2 separate regions of the Mus musculus genome follow, and region 2 is linked to region 1. Evidence: chromatin contacts called from public promoter capture Hi-C data. All regions are on one chromosome and are shown on one strand. Each heading gives the region's core, a stretch centred on a gene start, on an enhancer-like site or on the middle of the called end of the contact. The rest is flanking DNA. Distances are from core to core; before and after follow the strand shown.

Region 1 (7,876 bases), core at 2,608-5,107:
GGACTGCATCTATGTGGTGCACTGACATCTATGCAAGCAAAACAAGCACATACACAAAATAAGATAAACAGTCTGGCAGGCTTGCTTCTTTCCTCCTAAAATGTCAACAGCTGGCACTAGACTTACAAACTGAGCTCTCCCAGGTAAAAACGTCACAGCTGTGGCTCCCCAGAGCCAGTGTAAAACAGCAGCAGCACTAACCGTGAATGCCGCTGTTCCCACAGCAATTATCTAAAGGCAATTTGCTGTTACCATGGACAACTAAAGCATCTTAGGATTAGAATAACTAGAATTTAATATACCTGAAAAAAATTTAAATTTTGGGCTGGTGAGATGGCTCAGTGGGTAAGAGCACCCGACTGCTCTTCCGAAGGTCCGGAGTTCAAATCCCAGCAACCACATGGTGGCTCACAACCACCTGTATCTTCTGGGGTGTCTGAAGACAGCTACAATGTACTTACATATAATAAATAAATAAATCTTTTTAAAAAAAGTGTTTCCCCCCAAAAAAAATTTTTTTAAATTTTTTTCAAAATACACTTTGACTAAGTCTATTGCCTTCCTTGATGAAAGCAATGACCTAAATATATATACAACATATAAAATTGGGAGTGGGGAATAAAATATGGAGTGTAAATAAATAAATAAATTTAATTAAAAAAACAAAACCCACTTGCTGATAATATACTACTAGGTTAGAAGCACACTGATTTTCACCCTTTAACTTGTTTATGCCTTTTTATTGGATAGTCAAGTAGACATATGGTACTATACTTGAAATTAGGACAAATTTAAATGCGTGCTCTTACTTTAAGGTGTTGAGGAATTTGGAAATCCTAAGGCATAATTTTACTTGTAAAATGGAGGCCCATTAGTCAACAGAGATTGTCTGAGACCCTTCCATGGATCAGACACACCAAGGTTGTACTTAAGTTCCCTGCCTTTATGGAATTTAGATCCTACTGTGGGTGGCAGGTGATGGAGAAGCAAAATGCATAATGCCCCAAGGGTCAAAGTCTTTAAGAGGAGAAAGGAGGGCCCTGCAGGCAGTGGGGTACAGCATCAGCAAGGTGAGGGAAGTCTTCGTGGAGGAAGCAACAAATATAGAAATAAAGGTGAAGGTAGAAACCAAGGGGACCTCTGGATGCTCTAGGCAAATGGAACAGCTACACCGCCTAACATGCTAAGGAAATACCCAATCAGAGAGCTCAGCAAGGAAGCAACAGAATGAGACACACAGTAGGTCCAACGCCAAATGAATCACTTAAGATCTTAAATCCACTGGCTATGAAAGGGATGTAAGAAGCCATCAAGAGGATTGGGAGTTGAGGAGTGACAGGATCTGACTTGTTTTAATAGGATCTCTTTGGATGTGGTATTCAGAGTTCAACCCAGAAGGTGAAGGCTGACATGAGGAGACTGTTGATACATGCCCCAAAGGATCATGGGAAGAGCCATGGAGACAGCAAGGCCTTACATTCTAGATGCAGGACATGTAAAATAAGTGGTCACTGAGGAATTTAAACGTAATCTAAAGTGGGAAGGGTAGCATCGAGAACCTCCACATCCCACAGGTCAGCTTCAGTAACGACCCCTGTAAGACCAATCCTCTTCAGAGTTCACCATTCCTTCCCTGTCCTAGTCCTCTACCGAATTACTTAGAAGCAGGCCCAGAGGGTCTGGAGAGATGACTCAGTGGTTAGCGACAATGGCTGCTCTTCCAGAGGACCTGGGTTCAATTCCCAGCCTCCTATGGAGGCTCGCAACCAACTGTAACTCTAGTTCCAAATGATCTAACAGGCTCTTCAGCTTCCATGAGCACTGCACACATATGGTGCACACACATGCAGGCAAAACACCCACATAAAACAAACAAACAAACAAAAATGCTAGACTTCTATCTGATCGCTTTATGGTAAATTCATTTCTCCATCCCCAGAGAATAGGAGATTTCACAAGAGTTTCAGCAGTCCCTTAGGGAATCCAAGTGGAGATGCAGCCTGTCCAGAGAGAAGAGACTGTCACCAGACCAGACACAACCACCCAACAGATCAGTGGGTTTCAGCCTTCTTAATGCTTCTATCCTTTAATACAGTTCCTCATGTTGTGGTGACCCCCCCCACCACCACCACAAAATTATTTTGTTGTTACTTCATAACTGTAATTTTGCTACCATTACGAACTATAATGTAAATATCTGTTTTCCAATGGTCTCAGGGGATCCCTGTGAGAGGGTCATGCCCTACAGGTTGGACCATTGTAATAGATGGAACACAGAGGAAAGAGTCCAGGAAGAAATTTCAGGGTCCTCTAATTAGACACCCCAAGTCTGGAGGATTAACTACGATCACCCAGAAAGGTGTGCAAGGCAAACCAGAAGCTTTCCAGATGACAACTGTCTTAGGGTTTTACTGCTGTGATAAAACACCATTAACACATAACTTAGGGAGAAATGGTTTACTTTCACTTACAATACTCAAGCCACACTGCGATACTGAGAGAACTCAGGGCAGGAACCGGGAGGCAGGGGCTAATGCAGAGGCCATGGAGGAGTGCTGCTTACTGGTTTCTCCTCTTGGCTTGCTAAGTTTGTTTTCTTATTATCCAGGACCAGCGGCAGCACCATTCATAGAGACCTGGGCCCTCGGATGTAAATCACCAATCAAGTAAATGGACCACAGGTTTGCCCGCACACAGGTCAACTCAGTGGGGGCAATTTTCTCAACTGAGGTTCGGTCTTCTAAGAGGACTGTAACTTGTGTCAAGTTGACATAAAACCTGCCGGCACAACAGCAATTATCTTTGCCCTTTTGTCTTTATCTCTTTGCTCTTTAAAAAAGACAACGTTTACATCTAACACATGCCTAAGAATGTAGAAGCAAAAACACAACAAATAAACGGAAGGAGATTTGAGGTCTTTAGGGTGTATATAGTTTGCACGGCGGCATCCCGCTGGTTAATTTAACTCCTAAAAGTATGACTCACTGTAACGGATTCAACTCATCTTCACCTGTGGAAAACCGCTCGTTTGAGTTACATCACTTTATCATTTAAATAAAACACAAAAATGTGTAGACTAGTAGAAGAGCAAACTGTGCTACCTAGCAAGGAATCTTCAGCGGTATTTGACCACATCTTAAATATACAGATAAAACCTTACAGGTTGTCCTTGAGCCCCCTGGGCTCCACCTAGCTCGGTCGCAGGTCTTTTGTTTGCTTGGAGCCAGGGAGTTAGGAATGCCACAGCTGTGGCCAGAAAAATGGTTCACTGAGCGTCACGGGGATCGAGCCTGGTCACCTTCACACACGCACAATCGCCCCTTCAGTTGCCTCTAAAGTTTTGCTGCCTCCAGAAAGTGGACTACCGCCACAGATACTTGGGGGTTTGGGGTGGGGGAGCAGCGGAGCTGCAGCCGCGAGCGGACCGACAGATACCCAGCAATCCCGCCAGGGTCCCCCATCTAGCCTCCCGGCACCGCGACTATACCCACCCGGTGCGTGTCCCGCCTTCGCTTTCTTCTCTGGAAAATCCACTCTGGCTTCCGCCCCAAGGTGGCCGTTGTCTCGGTCAGGCCAGCCGGGAAAGTGGCGAGGGCGGCGCCACCAGGCGCCCGGAAGGACGGCGGCGGTCCAGCCGGCCGCACCTGTCGCTGCAGCGAAACCCGCCCACGCCGCCCCCGGAGCCCGGCGCGCCCGCGTGCTCCCGCTTCAGCCTGGCCGCGGGAGGGAGGCGGCTCCGGGGATGTGTGCCCAGGGCGAAAGGCCCACCCCGCGGGCTCGGCGTCCCGTCGCCGCATCGCGGCCCCACTCACCTGCGCGGCCGCCGGAACAGCACGCTCTGCCGCGGGCACCGAAACTGGGACCGAGCTCCCGGGGCGTGGCCGAGCCGCAGTGCCCCGCCCGCCTGGCCACCTAGCTGAGGCCAGGAAGCAGGCATAGCATAGGTGCTACCAGCTCCTTCCCATTTTAGAACATTTGCTCTACTTGCCTTGCCTGGACCCAAGGCAGACAGTGCGCGGTAGGTAATGTTAAAGGATAAGAAGAACAAGATGAAATCCAACGTTTTTAATTTTGATATAAATTATGTAAATACTTTCCAGAAGTATCTAAAATATTCCACTGTACAACATACCAAAAATGGTATCCGAAAAGCTAGATGCAAACTGTAAGTAAGGCACAAGGTTTATTTATACTCATAATTGCATCCTAAACTGTTTTATAAATCAAATTTCCAACACCCCATAAAGTCCGTATATTCTGGATTACTCCTTCACATTTTGATATTTAGTACAACATTCATACACTTCACACCGTGACTTCTCCTCAAACCATTCACAAGACTAAATAAATACTAAGCACTGAGTACTTGAGACCTGCTTTACTTCAAGATGACAGTCGTCAGTTGCTGTGACGAATACGATAAGGAACTGAGCAATTAACAAATTGCTTGTCCTTCAGAGACGTGTTCAAGTACCACTGAATAGACTAAAATTTATCTCTCAAGGAGCAACCTGATTGGCAGGCTGTTCTCTATGTCTCCTCGCTGTCATAGTCCTCTATTATTATGTCTTCCTCTTCCTCCTCCTCTTCTTCCATGTCCACTTTGGAGGAAAAGGGCTGAGGCTGGCTGGCAGGCAGATCGCTCCCGCTGTTCTGACTCAGCGGAAGGGACCAGGTCTCTGGGTCGGCATTCTGAGCAGCCTGCGCGGGTTCACCGGGAGCTTCCTGAGCCGGCTGCCCTCCGCTGTGCGGGGACTCATCCCCACTGTCAGGGTCTATCAGCCCCAGCTCTCGGTCAGTCAGGGCTTCCATTTTCAACCTGTCAGAGTCACAGCGAAGACATCAGTGGGAACCAAACAGAAAACTCCTTGAAATTATGAACTAAGTGGTCTTTCCACTCACACACAAAAAATACAAGGCAAATGACCAACTGTGAATAAGTCCTTTCTGCTATCAAAAGTGTTACTGTCTTCAGCAGAGTTCCTATAGACTAATATTTATATGTATACATTAAAAATGAGCATAAGGGGAGAGGGTATGGGGGGGGCTTTTGGGATAGCATTGGAAATGTAAATGAAGAAAATACCTAATAAAAAAATAATATTAGTAGTCCTGAGGATAGAACCCAGAGCCTTGGGCATGCTAAACAAACACTTTCCAACTCATCTACACCTAAGCCAGTAAAAAGATTTTTTAAATCAGGAAAAAAAAATGAGCATAAGACAGAAATCTCAGGAAACACAAATGGGTCGACTTGACTGTCCAACTAAATATGAAATTTTAAAATAGAAACTAAAGCTGGGCATGGTGCTCACACCTTTAATCCCACACTCAGGAGGCAAAGGCAGGCACTGGACCTCTGAGTTTAAGCAGCCAAAACTGCATAAAGGGTCTCTGTCTCCAAAAAGGAACTAAACCAATGAACTTCGTCCAGCTGTGTGGTATGGCCTATAATATAATACACTTGGGAGGCTATGATAAGAGAAGTTTGAGTCTAGACTCCACTACATAGTGAGACCTTGTCTCAAAACAAATCTATTCTTTTTTGTATTATTTTTATTTTTTATTGTTACTTCTAAACTAGAAAAGGGTACTTTAGGGTTTTGTTTTGTTTTTTATGTCTATAGTTAGACAGCCTAGCTTGAGTTATAAGGCAGTTATAACTGCTAAGCAAGGGTGCTAGGAACCAAACTCAGGTTCTCTGGTCAGTACTCAACCAGTGAACCATCTCTTCAGTCCTAGTTCCTTTTAATTTATTTTTTAATTAACTGACTGATTACTTCTTAAGTCAGGGTCTATCTACATAGCTGTGTCTATCCTGTAAGACAGGCTGGCCTGAGCTCATAGAGTCCACCTACCTACACCTTCTGAGTGTTAGAAAGAAAGATCTGTGCCCAGCTGTTTCATACTTCGTGAGCAGTGTTGAAGTGTTGACTGACTGTAAGCTAATCATACTCAGTAGACAAGGTCATCAGCTTACCTTCCAAAGCTTCGCTTCAAAGGAAGTCTTCCAACATCTTGGATAAAAGAAATCTGAGCTGAAAAGATTTTAAGATTTACTTATTATATGTAAGTACACTGTAGCTGTCTTCAGAACCCCAGAAGAGGACATCAGATCTCATTACAGATGGTTGTGAGCCACCATGTGGTTGCTGGGAATTGGACTCAAGACCTTCAGAAGAGCAGTCAGTGCTTTTAACCGCTGAGCCATCTCTCCAGCCCTTAACAAAGTTTTAAATGCCATCATTTAAAAATGTATTTTTAGCTGGGCAGTGGTGGTGCATGCCTTTAATTCCAGCACTTAGGAGGCAGAGGCAGGCGGATTTCTGAGTTCGAGGCCAGCCCGATCTACAAAGTGAGTTCCAGGACAGCCAGGGCTACACAGAGAAACCCTATCTCAAAAAACCAAAAAAAAATTAATAAAATAAAATAAATAAATAAATAAATTGTATTTTTAGTTGACAAATTTAAACTATATATTTATGGTGTACATGACATTTTCATGTGTGTATACCTTATAGAATAGCTAGACCAACTATTAACATGTATTATACTACATGATTTTTTTGGTAAGAACACCTGAAATATAGTCTTGGGTCACCAAGATGACTCAGTGGGGGAAAGGTGATGAACTGAGTTCAATCTCCAAAACCCACTAGATAGGAGAGAATTGACTTCAGTAGTATCCACTAGATAGGAGAGAATTGACCTTAGTAGTATCCTTTGATATTCATGTGAATGTTGTGGCACACACACATGCATGTACACCCACATACACTAAATAAATAAATAACTCGGATTTTTCAAATGCATATTAATAGTAACTACCATGATGTATGAGACTTATCTCCTTCATCTAATGTTTTGTCCTCTGACTAACACCTCAGTTTCTTTACCTGGTCTCTGGTAACCAAAATTTACTATCTATGAATTTGACTTTCCTTTTCCTCATACAAGAGAGATTATGTAGTATTTTTCTCTTTGTATCTGGGCTTATTTCATTTAATTTTTTTTAAAGATTTATTTACTTATTATATGTAAGTACAATGTATATGTAAGTACAATGTATATGTAAGTACAATGTAGCTGTCCTCAGATACACCAGAAGAGGGCATCAATCTAATTACAGATGGTTGTGAGCCACCATGTGGTTGCTGGGATTTGAACTCAGGAACTCCAGAAGAGCACTCAGTGCTCTTAACCGCTGAGCCATCTCTCCAGCCCCTATTTCATTTAATTTAATATCATTAAAGTTCACACATATTTTTGCAAAACAAAGGAAATTTTTTTCTAAATAAAATATACAAATGGCCAATAAGCAAGCACCATCATTATCCTTAATGCTGACCATCATTAATCCTTAGAGGGAAGTAAACAAAGAGAGACCACTACACAGCTAAGAGAACTACTATTTTAAATTAGGAAGGCAAGTCTCCAAAAAATATAAGAATCACATATAACCCACAAATTCCACTTGGGAGTATAAAAAAATCAAAATGGAAAATAAAAAAAGCTGGTGGCGTCTGCATTCCTGTCCACCTTTAATCCCACACCTGAGAGGCAGATGCAGGAAAATCTGTGAGTTCAAAGACCCTGTATCCAAAATCCAAAAGGACAAAAAAAAAAAAAAAGGAAGAAAGCATGAAAGAATTCAATTAATCAATCAATCAAAATGAGCTCTCAGGAAAAGTCTGTGGGCTGGCAAGGTAATTAGAGGTGCCTGCCTACCAAGCCTGGTGTCCTGAGCTTGAACCCTGGGACCTACGTGGTAGGAAAGCGCCAACTCCACAAAGTTGTCCCTCACATCTCAGAACTCTAAATAAAGTAAAAATATAATTGTACCTGGGTGTGGTGGTGCACACCTTTAATTCCCACA
Region 2 (7,876 bases), core at 2,792-5,291, 160 kb after region 1:
GGGCATCAGGCTCGCCGGCACTCATCCGAACCGACTGAACAGTCTTGTTGCTGCCCTATCACACCTCATAATTATCTTGCACACCTCCCTGTTTACCTTTTTTACTACACAAAATGCACACAAACAACTGAAGGGGTCTCACTGTGTAGTTCCTGATAGCTTGAAACTCAATATGGAAATCAGGTTGACCTCAAACTTAATGGAGATTGGACTTCACTTCTCAAATGCTGGAATTAAAGGCAGGAGTCACCGTGCCTGAGAAAAACCACTTCTTTGTAAAGCTGATGTTCTTTTCCAAGAATACCATGGTGATGGTTTGTATATGCTCAGGCATATACATATGCTCAGCCCAGGGAGTAGCACTATTAGAAGGTGTGGCCCTGATAGAGTAGGTGTGTTGCTGTGGGTATAGGCTATAAGAACCACATCCTAGCTGCCTGGAATTCAGTTTTCTGCTAGCAGCCTTCAGATGAAGATGTAGAATCTCAGCTCCTCCAGCACCATGTCTGCCGAGATGCTGCCATGTTCCCACCTTGATGATAATGGACTGAACCTCTGAACCTGTAAGCCAGCCCCAAATATATGTTGTCCTTTATAAGACTTGCCTTGACCATGGTGTCTGTTCACAGAAGTAAAACTCTAAGACAACCATTCATTTGGGGGCTGGAGATGGCTCAGAGAGCACCTAGGTGATAGCTCATAACCTCTCTAATTCCATTTCCAGGGGATCCAGTGTACTTTTTGGCTTCACGAGCACAAACATACAGCAGGCAAAATACAGGCACATAAAATACAAATAAATATAATTTTAAAACAAATAGCACTCATCAGCAAACTCACGAAGCTGTTTGGAAACGAAGTGACTTACTTGTGTCGATCATGGACTTATATTCTAAGAGCTGCTGTTTTGTCTGAGCTCTCAGCCTGAAAATGGAAAAAGAAGACAGATAGGAATTTATGGACGGTGGTTATAGTCATCCTGCAATAAATGAAATGGCTTCAAAGTCTTCTCATGTAGCCTCGCTTTATTTAAAATAGTTGGCAAGACGGCGACATAAAATGGATGACAGTGGGGATACAGCACCTTGGAGAAAAAGTGAAAAATGTAATTCTTGCACATTCATCAGCCAGACCAAAACATGGTTCATGAAAGCTCACTTCTACAGGTTGGTAGCCTGAAGTGATGATATCCCAGGCAGGCTCTACCAGCTTTCCAGACTGTAATGTTTTCAGGAGGGGCTGGAAAGATGATTCAGCCATTAAGTGGGTACTCTTCTTGTAAGAGGACCTGAGTTTGGTTCCCAGTACCAAAACTAGGCTATTCACAATTACCTCTAACTCCAGCTCCAGCAAGAATGTGTCATCTCTGGCCTCCAAGGGCACACCCATGCATGTACATAGATAGCTATACACACACACACACACACACACACACACCCTAAGAATAATGAAAATACTTGTTTTTATTTGAAATAGGATTTTTCTGTGTAGCCCTGGCTGATCTAGAACTCACTCTGTAGACCAGGGCTGGCCTCAAACTCATAGATATATCTTTCTACTCCTGCCTCCTGAGTGCTGGGGTTAAAGCCATGCACCTCCCCTATCCAGCTTCAAAAATATATCCAGACAGGGTTTCTCTGTGTAGCCCTGACTGTCCTGGGAACTCACTTTGTAGACCAGGCTGGCCTTGAACTCAGAAATCCTCCTGCCTCTGCCTAAGTGCTGGGATTAAAGAGGTGCACCACTACTATTCTGGTTATCAAGTTCTTTAAACGACACAATTCCAAATGAAAACAACAACTTAACACTCGGCTCTGGCTAGCCATGCAGGTCATTGGAAGGCTGAGGTAGGAAGATAGAAATGTCAGTGAAGACCTGCCAGTACTTCATAGTAAGTTCAAAACCAGTCTTGACAACTTAGCAAATTCAAACTCAAGATAAAGTAAAAAGGGGCTGTTAGATGCTGTGTCAAAAAGCCCTCAGTCAGGCTGGAGAGATGGCTCAGCAGTTAAGAGCACAGACTTCTCTTTCAGAGGTCCTGAGTTCAATTCCCAGCAACCACATGGTGGCTCACAACCATTCGTAATTAGATCCGATTCCCTCTTCTGGTATTCTGGTATGTCTGAAGACAGCTACAGTGTGTGTGTGTGTGTGTGTGTGTGTGTATGCGCGCATATATATATATCTTTAAAAAAAAAAAAGGCACTCAGTCTTAGAGTGCTTGCCTAAGATGCTTGAGCCCCTTGCTGGACGTGGTGGCGCACGCCTTTAATCCCAGCACTCGGGAGGCAGAGGCAGGCAAATTTCTAGGTTGGAGGCCAGCCTGGTTTACAAAGTGAGTTCCAGGACAGCCAGGGCTACACAGAGAAACCCTGTCTTGAAAAACAAACAAACAAAAACAAAAACAAAAGATGCTTGAGCCCCAGGCTCAATCATTACTACTGCCAAAAACCATCCCTATCACTGACAAATTATTACAGATTACGGTAGAACTAAGAGTACTGATAAGCTCAAAAAATAGTTTGTTCTTCAGCTGTCGTGTTTACAACAGACATATCTGTATATGACTAGGTATGGTCCTTAATGATTATAATTCTAGCACCTGAAGGCAAAAACAAAAGATTACTACAAGTTCAAGGTTATAGCCTGCCAGTGTTTGCCTTTCCTTTTGTTTCGTTTCGTTTTGTTTTGTTTTTTTGAGGCAGGGTTTCTCTGTGTTGACCTGGTTGTCCTGGAACTCACTCTGTAGACCAGGCTGGCCTCGAACTCAGAAATCCGAGCCTCTGCCTCCCAAATGCTGGGATTAAAGGCGTGCGCCACCGCCACCCAGCTATAGGCTGCCAGTGTTTCACAGCAAGACCCTGTCTCAAAAATTCAAAACAAGTCTGTTATGAGTTTTAAAAAAATTTTTAGATGTATTTATTTTATGTATATGAGTACACCATTGCTTTCTTCAGACACACCAGAAGAGGGTATCAGACCCCACTGCAGATGGTTGTGAGCCACCATGTGACCTCTGGAAGAGCAGTCCAAGTTCTTTAACCACTGAGCCAACTCTCCAACCCTTTGTTATGCATTTTAAAGGTCTGCAAAAAACCTGTTAAATTTTTTTTTCTGCAAAGAACCACACAGCAAATAATTTAGGACTTGGCAGTCATATAGCCTGTTTTAACTATGTAACTCTGACCCTGTACCAGAAACCTGTGTCCCAATAAGCTGTATGAACACTAACATTTAGATTTCATGCATTACAAAATGTTTGGCTCCTATCTCTATTTAAATACGGAAAAACTATGCTGTAGTTGAGCTGTATGGCTCTTGCTACGCATACACCAGACGCTGCTTTTCTTAGCTTGAAGAGTTCACCATAGGCAGTAGGATAAACTTGGTCCAGGCCTTAGACTAAAGTTTCTGGCCGCCAAATTTTCTCTAAAAACTGCTGACTGGGGAGCATCATCGTCCTGGTAGGACGATAAACAACCGAAGCTTCTGGTCAGCAAAGGGTCTTGGTCCTCAAGGTGGACTGTGTCCTGTAACTTGGCGGTAGGTACTGCTCAGCCAGCCCGGACCACAGTGGCAAGACAGCACCGGAGGCCGGGTCGCAAGCCTGGCTCAAGACGGGCACAGCGCCACGTCCTCCTGCAGAATGTCCCACCCCAGCCCACTAGCCTCTCTGCGCGGAGGGCATCTTTTGCGGCTCTCTTCCCCACTGACAGGCCTAAAGCGGTGAAACTGATGGTGCCGCAAGCTTCGGAGCCCTAAATCAGCCAGGGAACCTGAATAGGAACCCTGAGCCTCCCGAGTGGGGGCGGATGCCCGCCGGGAGCACCTGAGCAGCAGGCTGATACGGTCCTCGATACGCTCCTCCGCGGCCTGCGACAGACCCCGCTTCTCTTCGCAGGCCTCAGCCCCGGCCTCAGACCTCTCCCGCGGCTGCTCCTCCATTGCAAAGGCCCGCAGGTTTGAACGCCACAGAAAATAACCCAGCAGTTCTTCCCGCCACGAAATTGGTTTCCGGAAGTTCCTACCCTTCCGGAAGGGTCCCGCCCCTTCCGCCCTGAGTCCCTCCTTCTGCTTCTCCCCTTGCAGCGGGTTGCCGTGGTTACCGTGCTGCGTTCCTTTTCTGAGGCTTCTTTCCACAATTGATTCTATTCCTCTAGCTAAGACTTTCACCAACACAGGCCATCGAAGCCTGTGGGTAGGGATAGATGGAGACGGGGCTCAGTGGTAGAACTCTTACCTAGCATGCCTAGTGTCTTGAGAAAACTTAGGATATAACTTAAACTGTATCTTTAGCGTGGCCCGGAGGGGTAAAACTTAGTGCTTAAACAGATGTCAACAGTCGTCCTGGCTGGCGCTATTATTGCCCCTATTATTACACTCCAGGTCAGGGTTTGGAGAATGGGTTTGCCCTGCATCAAATTCCCTCCAGAACTGGAGTTACACGCAGTTGTAAGCCACTTGATGTGGGGGTTAGGAATCGAGCCTGGGTCCTCCAAAGAGCCAGTGCTCTTAACCGCTGAATCATCTCTCTAGCTTCTACTCTCACTTTGAGAAAGGGTCTCATGCAGCCAAAGCCGATCTTGGACTATCAATCCTCCAAGTACTGTGAACCTGCAATATTATATTGAAAGGCTTTCTTGCTGTTCCGAGAACAGATCTGGGGTCCCTATTATAACTCCTGAGGGCCATACCTTTAGTTTAGTGGAGAAATGAATGCCTCAACCAGGAGGCAGTGCTGGCACATGCTCTCCAGACTTTACCATGCCACTAACACGCCCTTTCAGTTCCTGGCACGGGTACTCCATCCGACTATCAGTGAAAATTCTATCAGAAACTGGAAAGGGTATCTGCAATCCTAGAGCAGGAGGTTGGGCAAAAATGTGATGAGTTCGAGGCCAGCCTAGGATACACAGTGAGTATGAGACAGAGAACATGTCAAGATCCTGTCAGAGGGTTGGGATTAGAAATCACGTTGAGAATTGGGTGCCCCCAGTGTCGCTGACTTGACACTTGAGCCTTGACGTTGAGAGGCGAAAATGCTGTACATGAGCCTTGCGTGGTCACTTGAGGGATAAGTCCTTGCAGAACAAACAAAACAGCAGCTCTTTGAAGGGGAGGGCTGTGGTCCTTCATAGCTTTTGTCCAAGTTGATCATACCATGCTTATTGTTAACACAGTCCTGTTATCAAAGTACTACAGCTGCCATTTGTCTTTTTAAAGATTCATTTATTTATGTATATGAGTACACCGTAGCTGTACAGATAGTTGTGAGCCTTCATCTGGTTGTTGGGAAATCAGTTTAGGACCTCTGCTCACTCCAGTCAGCCCCCACCCCTCACTCAGTCCCTGCTTGCTCCAGCCCCAAAGATTTACTATTATAAATAAGTACACTGTAGCTGTCTTCAGTTGAACCAGATCTTCAGTCGAACCAGAAGGTGTCAGACCTCATTACAGGTGGTTGTGAGCCACCATGTGGGTGCTGAGATTCGAACTCAGGACTTTCAGGAAGAGCAGTCAGCATTATCTGCTGAGCCACCTCACCAGCTGTTAAGTATATGTCAAGTTGTTACAAAATCACGTGAGAGGCCTGAATTAGAATCCCTAGCACCATCTCCGTATCACAGAAGCAAAGCAGAGGCAGGAAGAGTAAAACATTCCAGCATTTAGGAGGGAGAAGAAGGATTGAGGTCCAGGCCACCTGGAGAGGCAGCTCACACAAGCACCCAATTCGGAATGTTTATCTTTATGTCCACAGAAAACCACAATCAAATGCAGAACAAGCCCTGCCCCAGCCCAGCTCATGTTATCAACAACGCCTGCACTGAAGAACACTGGAGAGGAGGCACAGATATTAGGCGCCAGGGGACTAGAAAGACTGCTTGAAATTCTGTCTCCTCAATGTCAGGGAAGCTACACCCATGAAGTTTCAACACTAAACAAGCCTAAATCAACCTTCAGCAAGGGTGATGCTAACACAGAAGGGGAAAGTCATGGGGCCCAATCAGGACAACTACAGTGGGCAGTGCTGAAGTTATATACATACAAGGACCACTACTGAGCAGGTTATATGTTTATGAACATATGCACAACAATAAAAGCCAAAGGCCATGAACTTCAGAATTCCAGGTGAGGGTGGGTTGAAGAAAGATAAAGGGAAATTATCAAAAATCAAAAAAGTAGTTGATTTTTAAAGTGAAAACCCCAGCACGAGGGTAAGGACCCTCAGGATTATACAGTGAAGGCCCAACAAGAGGTTTCTAAGTGCTGGGCGTGGTGGCGCACGCCTTTAATCCCAGCACTCAGGAGGCAGAGGCAGGTGGACTTCTGAGTTTGAGGCCAGCCTGGTCTACAGAGTGAGCTCCAGGACAGCCAGGGCTACAGAGAAACCCTGTCTCGAAAAACCAAAAAAAAAAAAAGTTTCCAAGTAACAAGATACACGCAGATGCACTCGTTAAGCCGTATGTAGCCACAGAAACTCTTAGAACTCAGTTTTAAAAATTCCTATCATGGGCTGGACAATTGGCCCAGTGGTTAAGAGCACTGGCTGTTCTTCCAGAAAACCTGGGTTCAATTCCCAGTAGGCAAATGTCAGTTTATAACTGTAACTCCAGTTCCAGGGGATTGGACATCCTTTTTTGAAAAATATATTAAAAAAGAGAGAGAAAAAAAGAAAAGAAAAAAAAAGTCCTATTATTACAGGGGAATAACACCATTTAGATCAGATATGTACACTTAAAAACCTGGGCTGGATTACAAGGTGTGCACACTTGGGAGTTGGCCGACCTTGGCTGAAAATCGAAAACTATGTTTATTAGCAACATAAAGTCTCCATATTGCAAAGACAACATAAACAGTCAAAAGGGCAAATGAGAATTGTGAAAGCTTTCCACCAATAAATTTTATTCAACTTGATATCAGATGTATAAATTAAAACAGCAAATGAGACAGGATTCTTTTCCAGGTGGCATTACAAGACAGGAGTGGCGCCTTGGTATGGTGGCAGCCACACCCATCTGGCTGTCAGAATTCAAAGCACACCCCTGGAAGAGCTACTATGAATGAAGCCAAGCAAGACATTAAACATCATTTAAGAACACTGTGGAGGGCACTGAGAGAATGCACTTGAATCCCACCGAGGGAATGACTATGTTACACACAGTTTGTTCACACTAGGAAATGCAATATAGGCATTGAAAGGAATGCTGATAGGAATACTGTTGATAAAATGAACCCATATAAAAATATCTCCTTGGGAGTATATGCATGATTATATCTATACAGGATATACAAGAATACACCCTTATCTGTTGATAGTGAGACTTGGGGGCAAATTCTTTTTAAAACACACCTTTAATTTTGAACATCCTATTTTCCAATTAAGAACAAATAAATAATTACATAAAAAAAGATACTTGGTTTCAGATCTGAAAGTTGACAAACCAAGAGACAGTGGTTAAAGGTGGCAACCACTGGAAAATGGAACAAAGGACTAGCTGGTAGATTTAGAGTTTAAACTAGAGTGAGGCAGAAGACATGATGATATAAGGACACACAGTGAAGGATGTATATAGACATATAGGCTACAGATATATACATTAGTTGGATCCACTGTTAAAACTAGATGCAGTTTTTAATATACTCCTAAATTCGACAACTTCCGTTAGCCTAAACTCAGAAGCAACAACATTCAAATGAGTTAAGCTATGTAAAATGAGAAGTCACAACCTTTATTGAAGAGCAAGTAAACACGGTAGGTATCCTATGTACAGGCGGCACATGGTGCCAACTGCATCTGCAGATGTAGCAGTCTATTGGAGTTATGCCTTTGTCACGGCCTTAGACAAATTCTGAACTAGTGTACAGTTCAGCTGTG

What was found. Capture Hi-C pulls out chosen DNA fragments and counts their contacts.
Region 2: a promoter capture Hi-C map of adipose tissue shows a contact between it and region 1. The contact joins the promoter of Cenph here to the promoter of Marveld2 in region 1. A contact is called at or near these places in 7 of 39 promoter capture datasets (3T3-L1-derived adipocytes, embryonic stem cells, hematopoietic stem and progenitor cells and 3 more) and 3 of 9 other capture datasets (adipose tissue, embryonic stem cells and liver).

Annotation. Positions count from the first base shown.
Region 1 is chr13:100,613,114-100,620,989 of GRCm38.p6, forward strand. Marveld2 (MARVEL (membrane-associating) domain containing 2) reads right to left here and starts at 3,858. Exons shown (of 7, transcript NM_001038602.4): 1 at 3,813-3,858. It overlaps Rad17 (RAD17 checkpoint clamp loader component), which reads right to left. Exons shown (of 17, transcript NM_001044371.2): 16 at 5,981-6,038; 17 at 4,051-4,819. The coding sequence ends at 4,531.
Region 2 is chr13:100,771,858-100,779,733 of GRCm38.p6, forward strand. Cenph (centromere protein H) reads right to left here and starts at 4,042. Exons shown (of 9, transcript NM_021886.2): 1 at 3,830-4,042; 2 at 869-924. The coding sequence starts at 3,945. It overlaps Ccnb1 (cyclin B1), which reads right to left. Exons shown (of 9, transcript NM_172301.3): 9 at 6,882-7,876. The coding sequence ends at 7,821.